2 separate regions of the Mus musculus genome follow, and region 1 is linked to region 2. The links are chromatin contacts, called in public HiChIP or PLAC-seq maps. All regions are on one chromosome and are shown on one strand. The core of a region is the stretch at or near the end of the contact, and the rest is flanking DNA. Distances in the headings are between cores, read along the strand shown.

The links. HiChIP or PLAC-seq counts read pairs in DNA pulled down with a chosen protein or histone mark.
Region 1: a contact with region 2 is called in an H3K4me3 HiChIP or PLAC-seq map of forebrain, with 2.9 times the contacts expected there. The contact joins the enhancer-like site here to the promoter of Unc13a in region 2. A contact is called at or near these places in 1 of 39 promoter capture datasets (the C10 cell line), 4 of 115 datasets of contacts at active chromatin or transcription factors (the 230-238 cell line, embryonic forebrain and forebrain) and 2 of 9 other capture datasets (liver and pancreatic islet).

What each region holds. Positions count from the first base shown.
Region 1 is chr8:71,985,385-71,990,190 of GRCm38.p6, reverse strand. Cyp4f18 (cytochrome P450, family 4, subfamily f, polypeptide 18) reads left to right here. Exons shown (of 13, transcript NM_024444.2): 10 at 197-330; 11 at 420-484; 12 at 1,049-1,131; 13 at 1,454-1,709. The coding sequence ends at 1,631. Among named protein-coding and RNA genes, the nearest start is that of Gm51535, 17 kb to the left of the region's middle. Within about 2 kb of position 1,565, at least 152 of the 459 cell types and tissues checked have an H3K27ac peak or open chromatin away from gene starts, as enhancers often do. A contact at or near this core is called in forebrain and pancreatic islet, where this site is marked.
Region 2 is chr8:71,668,193-71,673,010 of GRCm38.p6, reverse strand. Unc13a (unc-13 homolog A) reads left to right here and starts at 1,254. Exons shown (of 44, transcript NM_001029873.2): 1 at 1,254-1,385. The coding sequence starts at 1,364.

The sequences.
Region 1 (4,806 bases), core at 316-2,815, 320 kb before region 2:
TCTCTTGGAGATTGAACTCATTTTCAGACTTACTGACAGCTGATTTTCCTCTCTGAACCATTTGGTCAGCCTGTGTTTTTCCAATTCTCATGTACTTCATCCATCTTAGCACTTAAAACAGGGAGGTTTCACTGGGTCACAGAGGAGTTGAAGTTCTCTCATTTTTGATCTGGTTAACTATTCCCCCCCCCCTCAGGGACGACCTGGCCCAGCTGCCATTCCTCACCATGTGCATTAAGGAGAGCCTACGGCTGCATCCTCCCGTCACTGCAATCTCCCGATGCTGCACTCAGGACATTGTGCTCCCAGATGGTCGGGTCATCCCTAAAGGTGCCCGAAACATCAGGGAGGAGGGAAGGTTCTGGGCAGACAGTGGATCCAGGTTGCAGCAGTTCTTCATTGCTTCATTTCCCCCACAGGTGTCATAAGCCGAATAAGTATTTTCGGGACACATCACAATCCAGCTGTGTGGCCAGACCCGGAGGTGCTGTCCCTCTTAATTCTTTGTTATAGGCTGGGATTCTCAAGAGGACGGTCTTTTTGTTTGTTTGTTGGCTAAGGTCTCATGTAGCTCAGGCTGGCTTCAACTTAACCTGTAGCCAAGGATAACCATAAACTTCTGATCCTCCTGCTTCCACCCCCTCAGTGTTGGGATGAGAGGTGTGCAGAACCACGCCTGGTTTATGTGGTGCCTGGGATGGGATCCAGGGCTTTGTGCCTGCTAGGTAATTGCTCTTTCAACTTAGCTACCTCCCCAGCCCCAGTCATGGGTTTTATGAAGCAGGGTGTCAGGTATCCCAGGCTAGCCTGGAAGTCCTTACACAGGAGTTGACCCAGAACCCTTGATCCTCCTGCCTCCTGCTGCTGACAGGTTTGCAGCCATCAGTTTTATGCTGGTGCTGGGATGGAATCCAGGGTTTACGACTACTCCTCATTGCATCCCAGGAGGTAGATAAATCAACTCTGACCTTCCATGCACACTGAGGACTCTGCTCTTGGCTACGCTGGCAATTGGTTCTCACCCGCCATGATTCCATGTCCCCTGCAGGTCTATGACCCCTTCCGCTTTGATGCCGACAACGTCAAGGGCAGGTCACCCCTGGCTTTTATTCCCTTCTCGGCTGGGCCCAGGTGAGGCTAGGACTGAGGGGCAGGGGCCTCGGGCTGACTGTGAGGACGGGGGAGTTGGGGTTTTTTGGAGGTTAGCGTTTCCTCCCTACCTCCCTGCACAGAATTGTGCAAAGGTTTGGGAACCAGGGAGGGGAAGGTGAAGAGTCCTCTGTGCTCAGAATCCCGCCCTGGCCTTTTCGGCTATTGATCAAGGCTTGGCTCTGAGGATGTCTACGTCCTTGCGTGGTCCCAGAAACCTCAGACTCGGGCCAGGTTCTAGTGCTGTGTTGGTCCTGGGTAGGGTCTTGGGCACAGTCAGAGTTCCCACCCCGCCCTCCTGCAGGAACTGCATAGGACAGACTTTCGCCATGAGCGAGATGAAAGTAGCTCTGGCGCTGACTCTGCTGCGCTTCCGCGTTCTGCCGGATGACAAGGAGCCCCGCAGGAAGCCGGAGCTGATCCTGCGCGCAGAAGGCGGGCTGTGGCTGAAAGTGGAGCCGCTCAGCGCAGGCGCGCAGTGATCTCTGAGCTGGCGTGGGACTCTCCTATCCATCCACCCACCTGTGCCTTTCCAGGAATAAAATTTTCTTGTCACCTTGTCTGAGCCTCACCAAACATCCAGGTTACATGCCTCATGTGAGCCACAGGGAGCCATGAAAGGTGTTTGAGTGGTAGAGGGATTTAAGGGACATGAAAATTAATATTGTCATTCAGGAGGCAAGGTACACCTGTGAGCGATAATCTGGATAAATCAACTGAAGTGGAATGATCAGTCCTAATCCTTACTGTAGGTGGCGCCATTACTAGGTTTGGGTTCTGGGTTGAATTAAAAAAAAAAAAAAAAAAAAAAAAGACAAGAAAGCGTGGCTCAGATTAGAGGTGGCTCTTCCCACCTCAAATGTTCTAATCAAGAAAATTGCCTTAGAGATGTGCCAAACAGCTTGGGTTTTAGTTAATTACAGATGTAGTCAAATGAAAACCAAGAATGGCCACCATAGCTAGACTACTAACCCTTCCCAAACATTTCCACCAAATGTGAGAGCAAGGACATGAGCTTAGGGGTCATCCTCATTCAAATCGCCACAGTCCCTTACCTTTTGAGGATGTAGCATTACAGCAACTGGGCATGCGAATTAGTCAGGATTCTCTAAAGCCACAAAACAATGGGATGTCTCTATATATTAAGAGGATTTATTGGAATGACTTACAGTCTGTAGTCCTGAGAGGCCAAATCTTTTAAGTTTAGACTCCATTTTAGAGAACCTGACCTAAGTTTCAACTCAGGTCAACTGACAGGCTGGTACCTAGCATTAGTTTCCAAGCTGCCACCAACAAAACCCGAGCCTAGCTCCAGTCTCTAGGCTGATCCCCACAAGACCAGCGTCTCCAGGTTATTCTCCCAACAAACCTACAACCCCAGGTTACAAGCCCACTCCCTGCTCAATGATCACCAATGCAGAGGGAAGCAGAAATTAGGTTTATAATATAGTTCCCAACACCAGCCAATTGTGTTAAAGGCTACAGCAGCTTTCCAATTAGATGCTTGCACACTCCACCCCCTTGCTGCTTACTATTAAGCCTTGCCCCGATAGATATTCAAGGCTCCTCCACCACCAAAACCTTCCTGAGTGACAATGGTGCATTGGAGGGGCCTGAGCTAGCTCGAATAGAATAAAGACCCTGCTGTGATCGGCTTATGTCTGTGTTTTGGGAGTTCAACCCTTCCCTGGCACAACAGTCCAACTAACCTAACAATGGGCAGCTGTGAATGGGAAGTCTAGTTGTTGCTCAGTCCCACAAGGCTAGGTGTTTCAGCTGGTCTTCTCTATAAGCTGGAGTCATGAAGTACACTCCAACAGATGTGCTGGCAAGTAAGTGCAGGCAGGCAAAGAAGGAACGCAGGCATAAATATTTGCAACCTATTTTTAATAAGGGTTTAACCTCTCCTTTAGCCCACCACCCAGCATAGGGAGTGAAAGAGAAAAGTTACTAGAATATGGGGAAGTGGACCTGTTCAGCAATAGTTCTTTGGGGGCAAGCTTAATCTTCTTGGGCAGCAGTTCAGTCCAGTAGCAAACACCAAATATGACCCAGCAGCAGCTGCAGACCAGTCCTCTCGGCAGGCAGACACCAGGCACAAACCACCAGCTACAGTCCAGCCCTTTCAGCAAGCAGACACCAGGCAGCTGTAGTTTAATCCTAAAGAAATCGCCAGGCTTGCCAACTGGCTTAAGGTAAGGCCACAGAAGCACCAAGCTGCCACAGGAACCTCAGGAGCGGTTCTTTGGTGAGTTTCTCTCAATGGCAGTGTCACCACAAGCTGAGCTCAACAATGCTATGTAAAGTGAACATGTGTGTCTTTGGCAAAGAACAGTGAGGCAGAGCAAACCGAATCAAAGCTCAGTGCTCATCTCGCACTGTCTGTGGGGTCATAATTATACTCCGTCATCAAGTGTCCTTTCATGTGACTGCTATAGCCAAACATCCTTTCACCTGTGTGCCCCAGCAAAACATCATTTGGCATAACTGACTTTCTAAAGAACTAGAAGTTTCCACTTCAAAGGAAGCCTCACTTTTCCCCATTGTTCTTATGCAGACTTCCAGCAGAAGGTGAGGCCCAGATTAAAGGAGTGTACCACCATACCTGGACCTAAATTGTTCTTTACTTGGAATTTGCCCTGTCCCAGGGTGACCTTGAACTCAGAGATATGCTTGCCTTTGTCTTCAGGGATTAAAAGCATGTGCCACCTTGCCTGGGCCTAAACTTTTCACGGCTTCAAGATTCAGATCAAAAGTCTGTGTTTTCTAGCCTCGAGATCTGGATCACAGGTGTGCCCTCCATTTCTTGATTGTAGTTCATTCCAGATGTAGTCAAGGTGACAATGAGGAATAGCCATCGCAGCACATAACCAAGGAAAAGGGCATGTCAAAGCCTCTGCATTAGACAGGAAAGCTCACAAGGGCTCATCTGGGGTTCATTTGCCCCCAGGACAGAGGGCTTTGGCCAGTCCAGACTGTAGAGGACAGATGGCCCCTTCCAGCTCTTGCTGTCCCTTTGTTGGCTCCTCTCAGTTCTATCTGTGATTCCTTCTGCCCTCAGAGACCTGCCCATTTCCTCCCTGGGTCTCTGATGTTACATGCTGGCCAGGCATGGCTGACAGCTCTCATTGTATGCCCAGGGCCTTCATGAATGTCATGAGGGTGTGCCCCCCACCCCCCCTAGCTTCAGGATTCTCTGTCTTCATCTCTACACAGAGCATCCAGGACAATCTTGGGGTAGAATGGGGGGGGTCAGAGTCATTCCATTTGACTCCTGAGATTTAAAACTAGACTACTGGGAAGAAAAATATCACCTCTGAAGAGCCAGGGACCTGGAAGATGCTGGCTGCAAGCATAAACTCTGCTGTGTGACTGGGGAAGGTTAATCCCCCTCTCTGTTCTTCAGGTTCCTAATCACATAACAGGGGGTAATAGAACACAATCTTGATGAGTAAGCATTTGGAGCTGTGCCTGGTACATAGTAAGCGCTCAACAAACAGAGCTGTTGTTGCTTCCACTCTTGGGAAGCTTAGGTGGCCATCATAAGCCTGACTCTGCACTTAATAACCTCAAAGGCAGGATCTAGCATTTGTGCTTGCTGACTCAGCTACCTTGGTGGCTCTGCATATAGCACACAGTTTGTAAGTCAATTTATTG
Region 2 (4,818 bases), core at 5-2,504:
TTAGGGCCAGTAAGACACTGCTACCAACAGCTACAATGATGAATAAGTGACCTGTGCATGAGGAACAGCATCCAGGGTTGTTCACTGGGCTTACATGCACAGGTGTGTGTGCTCAGACACACTCACATACACACACACTATCAGATACAGACACATACACTCAGACACACAGATACACAAACACACACTCAGACATAAACACATACAGACACACTCATACACACACACTTATACAGACACAGACACACAAGCACAAACACACTCACATAGACACATACAGACACACTCACACACACAGACACATGGACACACACAAACATACTCACATGCACACACAGGCACATGCAAACTCTGTCTTACACACACACACACACACACATTCCACACATGGAAAAAAATCAAGAAGCTCTGCACAATATCCCAGTGAGCTCCTCCTGCCAAGCCTGAAGCCATGAATTCTATTCCTGGAACCCACATAGTGGAAAGAGAATCAAGTCTGGAAAGTTGCCTTCTGATCTCCATGGGCGCTGTGATATGTGTGTGCCTCATTTCTACACACATAAACAATGTAATGTATAAAAAAAATTTTAGATTTATTTTGCTTTCTGTGCATGTCTGTGGATGGTTGGGAGCTACCATGTGGGTGCGAGGAACAGAAGGCTGGGGTCTCTGGAAGACCAGCTGGTGCTCTTAACCTCTGGGCAGCTCTCCAGACCCAATAAACGTGTGTTTTTTGTTTGTTTTGGTTTTTAGAGATAGAATCTCACTATGCAGACTAGGATGGCCACAGACTCGCAGAGATCTATTACGTCCATGGCCCGCAAGAAGTAAAGTTATAAAATGGGCAGAGATATGTGCCTGTGGTAGAGTATATGCCTCATACGGGGAAGGTAAGGCACATGTCTCGCAAGTGTCAGTACCCGGATTAAAAAACAAACAAAAAAACCAATAAACAAACAGCTTCCTGCGGCACTGAAGATGGGGAATTGACAGCAAATAGCAGTTCTGTTACCCAGGAGAATGTAAAACAAGAGCACAGGTTAGGTGGCTCAGAGAGGAAATAGAAACGTGGAGACCTAGGTAGGTGGAGCACGGACAGAAATACTCATCGAGGCTGAGCCAGAAAGCAAAGGGCTTTGAAACAGATACGACCTGGCCTGGACTCCCCGCAGTTTACGAGCCCTTTAAGGCGTCTGCCCGGCCCCGCCCCGTCACGCGTCTCCGGCTCCGCCCACGCCGCAGCGTCAGAGCGCGTCAGGCGCTGTCCGCGCCCCCGGTGCTGAAGCGACATGGCCGGCGGCCGGGCCCCGGCATAAGCCCTGAGCCCCGCGCTGCACCCGCCGCGCTCTAGCCGCCTGGAGTCATGTCTCTGCTGTGCGTGGGAGGTAGGTTCTGCGTGGACGCGGGAAAAGTGCGGGGTGTGCGTGGATGAGCCGAGTCGGGCTGCACAGCAGGGGGACCCCCGGTGCGCGCTTCAGGGCGCACTTGGATCAGCCCTAGGTGCTCTTCCTGTCACTCACACGAGTGGATGAGGGACTCGGGGCGCCTGTGTAGACGGTTTATAGGCCCTGGTTGGGGCTGAGGAGACGGCGGACCGTGCGCGCGAGGGTGGGGCGTTTAGGGGTAATGGGCCCGGACTGAGCGTAGGAGCAACCTCTCCGATCCCCAGTATGCCCTAAACAGTGCAGCAGGCTCCGCGGAAGCTCGTGGCTCCCTCTTCGCCTCACCCCTAGGGCTGGAGGAAGGGAAGGAGATGTGGGGGAGCAGCTATTTTGGGGCCAAAACGCCATCTGCACCGAGGCCCACGCCCAGGCCCACGCTCCGCATTTGGAGAGTAGGGAGGGAATAACGGGAGAGGTGTGACCCCTGCACCCCTCGAAGTTCCGGGTGGGGCTAGGCACGGCTGCCAGGTAACTCTACAGCGGGAGACCTTGGGCGACCGACTGGCCATGTAGCGATGCGTGCCGATACCGTTGTGAGCTCTAGGTTTGGAGGGTGGGGGGTGAACCCCCTACTCCCTTTCCCCTTCCCACCTCCAGGAAGCTGTGTAAGGAAGAGGGCGAGTCTCCATCCCCTCAGAACCCAGGCGGCGGGAGACCTGGGCGGCGGTGTGCGGATTTGAGCTCCGCGGCTGTGTAGCCCTAGATGGCCCCGCCCCTCTGCCCCTCCCCCTCCCTGTCCCCCCCTCCCCCTCCGCTCGCTGCTCCATTCACAAACCCGGCCCAGCCCGCCCGCGCCCCGCGGTGCATCGCTCTAGTCTGTTGGACGCGGGTGTTCTTAAAGGAGCAGGAACTCTTTTCTCTGACCCTGTGCCTCGAAGGTTCCGACTGCCCAGGATTACTGGGTATCCGCGGCTTCCAGACCTGGGAAGTAAGCGGAGCTGAACGTGAAGGGGATCCTCACCTCGGGAGCTCCCTGAATCCCGTGTCCTCCCATCCTGCCTCCTGGGGCGGGGGGGGGGGGGCGCGTCACCCCAACTCTGACGCAAACCGGAGGCTCAGCTGTGGGGGTGGAGGGCGTGCAGCCTAAGAAAGGAGGCTTCCAGAAAGCCAGGCCCAGGAGACATTTGTACTGAATTCCCTGGATACCATGGTGGGCAGAACAGGGAATGAAGGGTAGGGCTCTGGGGAGAGGAAACAGGCAGAGAGGTAGGGAGGTGCAGGTGGGGCCTGAGTGGGGCGCTGGGCGTGGTAAAGCTGGGCCTGGAGGTGTCCAGTGGACCTGAACTCACCCTCACAGTCAGGGAACACCTTCATTCCAACCACCCACGACCCTCCCCACGGACGCTTTATGGCTAGGGCTGCCATTGGATATATGGGGGCTCCAGGCTCCTCTGCAATGGAAGCTTCCATGTTGCAGATACAGATCTAGATTGTACACACAGGATGCTAAGGAACGTTTAGTATATACACATAGATAGGCAGGAGCTGAGGCTCAGTATGCATAGTGCTTGCTACAGTGCTCATAGCTCAGTTGGTACAGTGCTCATAACTCGGTTGGTATAGTGCTTGCAGCTCAGTTGGTACAGTGCTCATAGCTCAGTTCAAACAGTGATGCCCAGGATGCACAAAGGCCTGTGTTTCATCCCCAGCACTGCATACATCAAACCTGTCAGCACATGCCAATCACCTCAGAACTTGGGAGGCATCGGCAGGGACTCAGGAGTTGAGGCCAGCCGGGGCTAAACAAGCCTTGTCACACATACAGAGGAAAATGTAGGAAAAAATATCCCTTCCCATCTCAACACAGGCACATACTTGACCACACCTCCTGAAACACACTTGGTCACAGGCAGATACACTACGTACATCTTAGACCTGTGATCTCACCTGACTGTATGTAGGTATGAGGAGGTCAAAAAAACAATTTGGGGTGTCTGCTCTCTCCCTCCTCCACTGTGTAGATCCCAGATGCCTCGGCCATTAGGTTTGGTGGCAAGAAGTCTGCTGAGGCATCTCCCACTTTGTTGAGACAGACTCTCTTACTGAAACTGAGCACACAGATTGGCTGGCCAGGGGATCCCAGGATCCATTTGTTCCTGCTTCCCTAGAGCTGCGGTTACAAAAGACAAATCCAGTCTGACTCTCTAGGGGATCTGACTCAGGTTTTAGTTTTTTCATAGTAGCTAGCTTACAGCTCTTTCCTCCATTTAAAAAAAAAAAAAGATATATTTTAACCGGGCATGGTGGTATACACCTTAATCCTAGTACCTGGGAGACAGAGGCAGGTGGATCTCTCTGAGTTTGAGGCCAGCCTAGTCTACAGAGTGAGTTCCAAGACAGCTGGGGCTATGGAGAGAAACCCTGTCTCCAAAGATAGAAAAAAAAGAAAAAGAAAAAGATCTACAAACACAAACAATCACTATGAGAGAGAGAGAGAGAGAGAGAGAGAGAGAGAGAGAGAGAGAGCTGGGGTGTGGGTATAAATTTGTCTTGAAACTTGAATAGTACCAGAGTTGAACCTGCCCGTCCATCATAGTAACCCCACTACACAGACGAGGAAAACTGAGCCCCAGAGAGGTTCATCCACTTGCCTAGAAACACACAGCAGGGAGAGGACTCCCTGGCTAACTGTGGGCTGGGCAAGAAGGTTGGGTCAGGGTCCTTCAGTGAGGTGCCTGACCTCCACGGTCTGTTTCCTTCCTCCTCTCCCAGAATCCTTTGCAAAACGCAGTTCCCAGCTGCCCTACAGCTGACACTATCCAGCAACAGGGACCTGCCCCCTGCGACTGTCTGTGCTGCCTCCTGTCTCCTTCATGTTACTGTAGGATGGAGGGTGACAGCCCTGGCTTTGTCCATCCCCGGTGCCCAGGCAGCAGCTAGCATCTTACTGTTGTCATCCATGGCTCCTTGAAGGTCTGGTGGCCTTGCTTAGTATGCCCTGTGCCCTTCTAGATGCTTCCCTGGTGACCAGGTTCCCCACCCTACCCTATGGATATGGACAAGTCTCCCCTAGACAGTCTTTAATCAGAAAACGGATCTGAGTATCCGAGGCTGCCAGCCAGAGAATAAAAATAGTGCGGGTGACAAGGGATCAAAAGGAGGGGCAGCGGGGAAACTGAGGCCGTGAAAGGCGACAGAACCTGAATCGATGCCAGAACCTGAATCGCTAGCAGCCTCGGTGCGCTATAAATAGCTGAGCAGACCAGGCACTTCCGCCCGCTGACCCCAGCACTGGGAGGTGGCGGGATGTGACGCGGCAGTGACTCTGGGGACGTGATGGGGAACACACACACATATACACGGAGCAGTTGCACTAGCAGGACCCAACCCTCTAACACCCCAGACACCCGGAACTTCTGACCTGCATCTCCCAGAT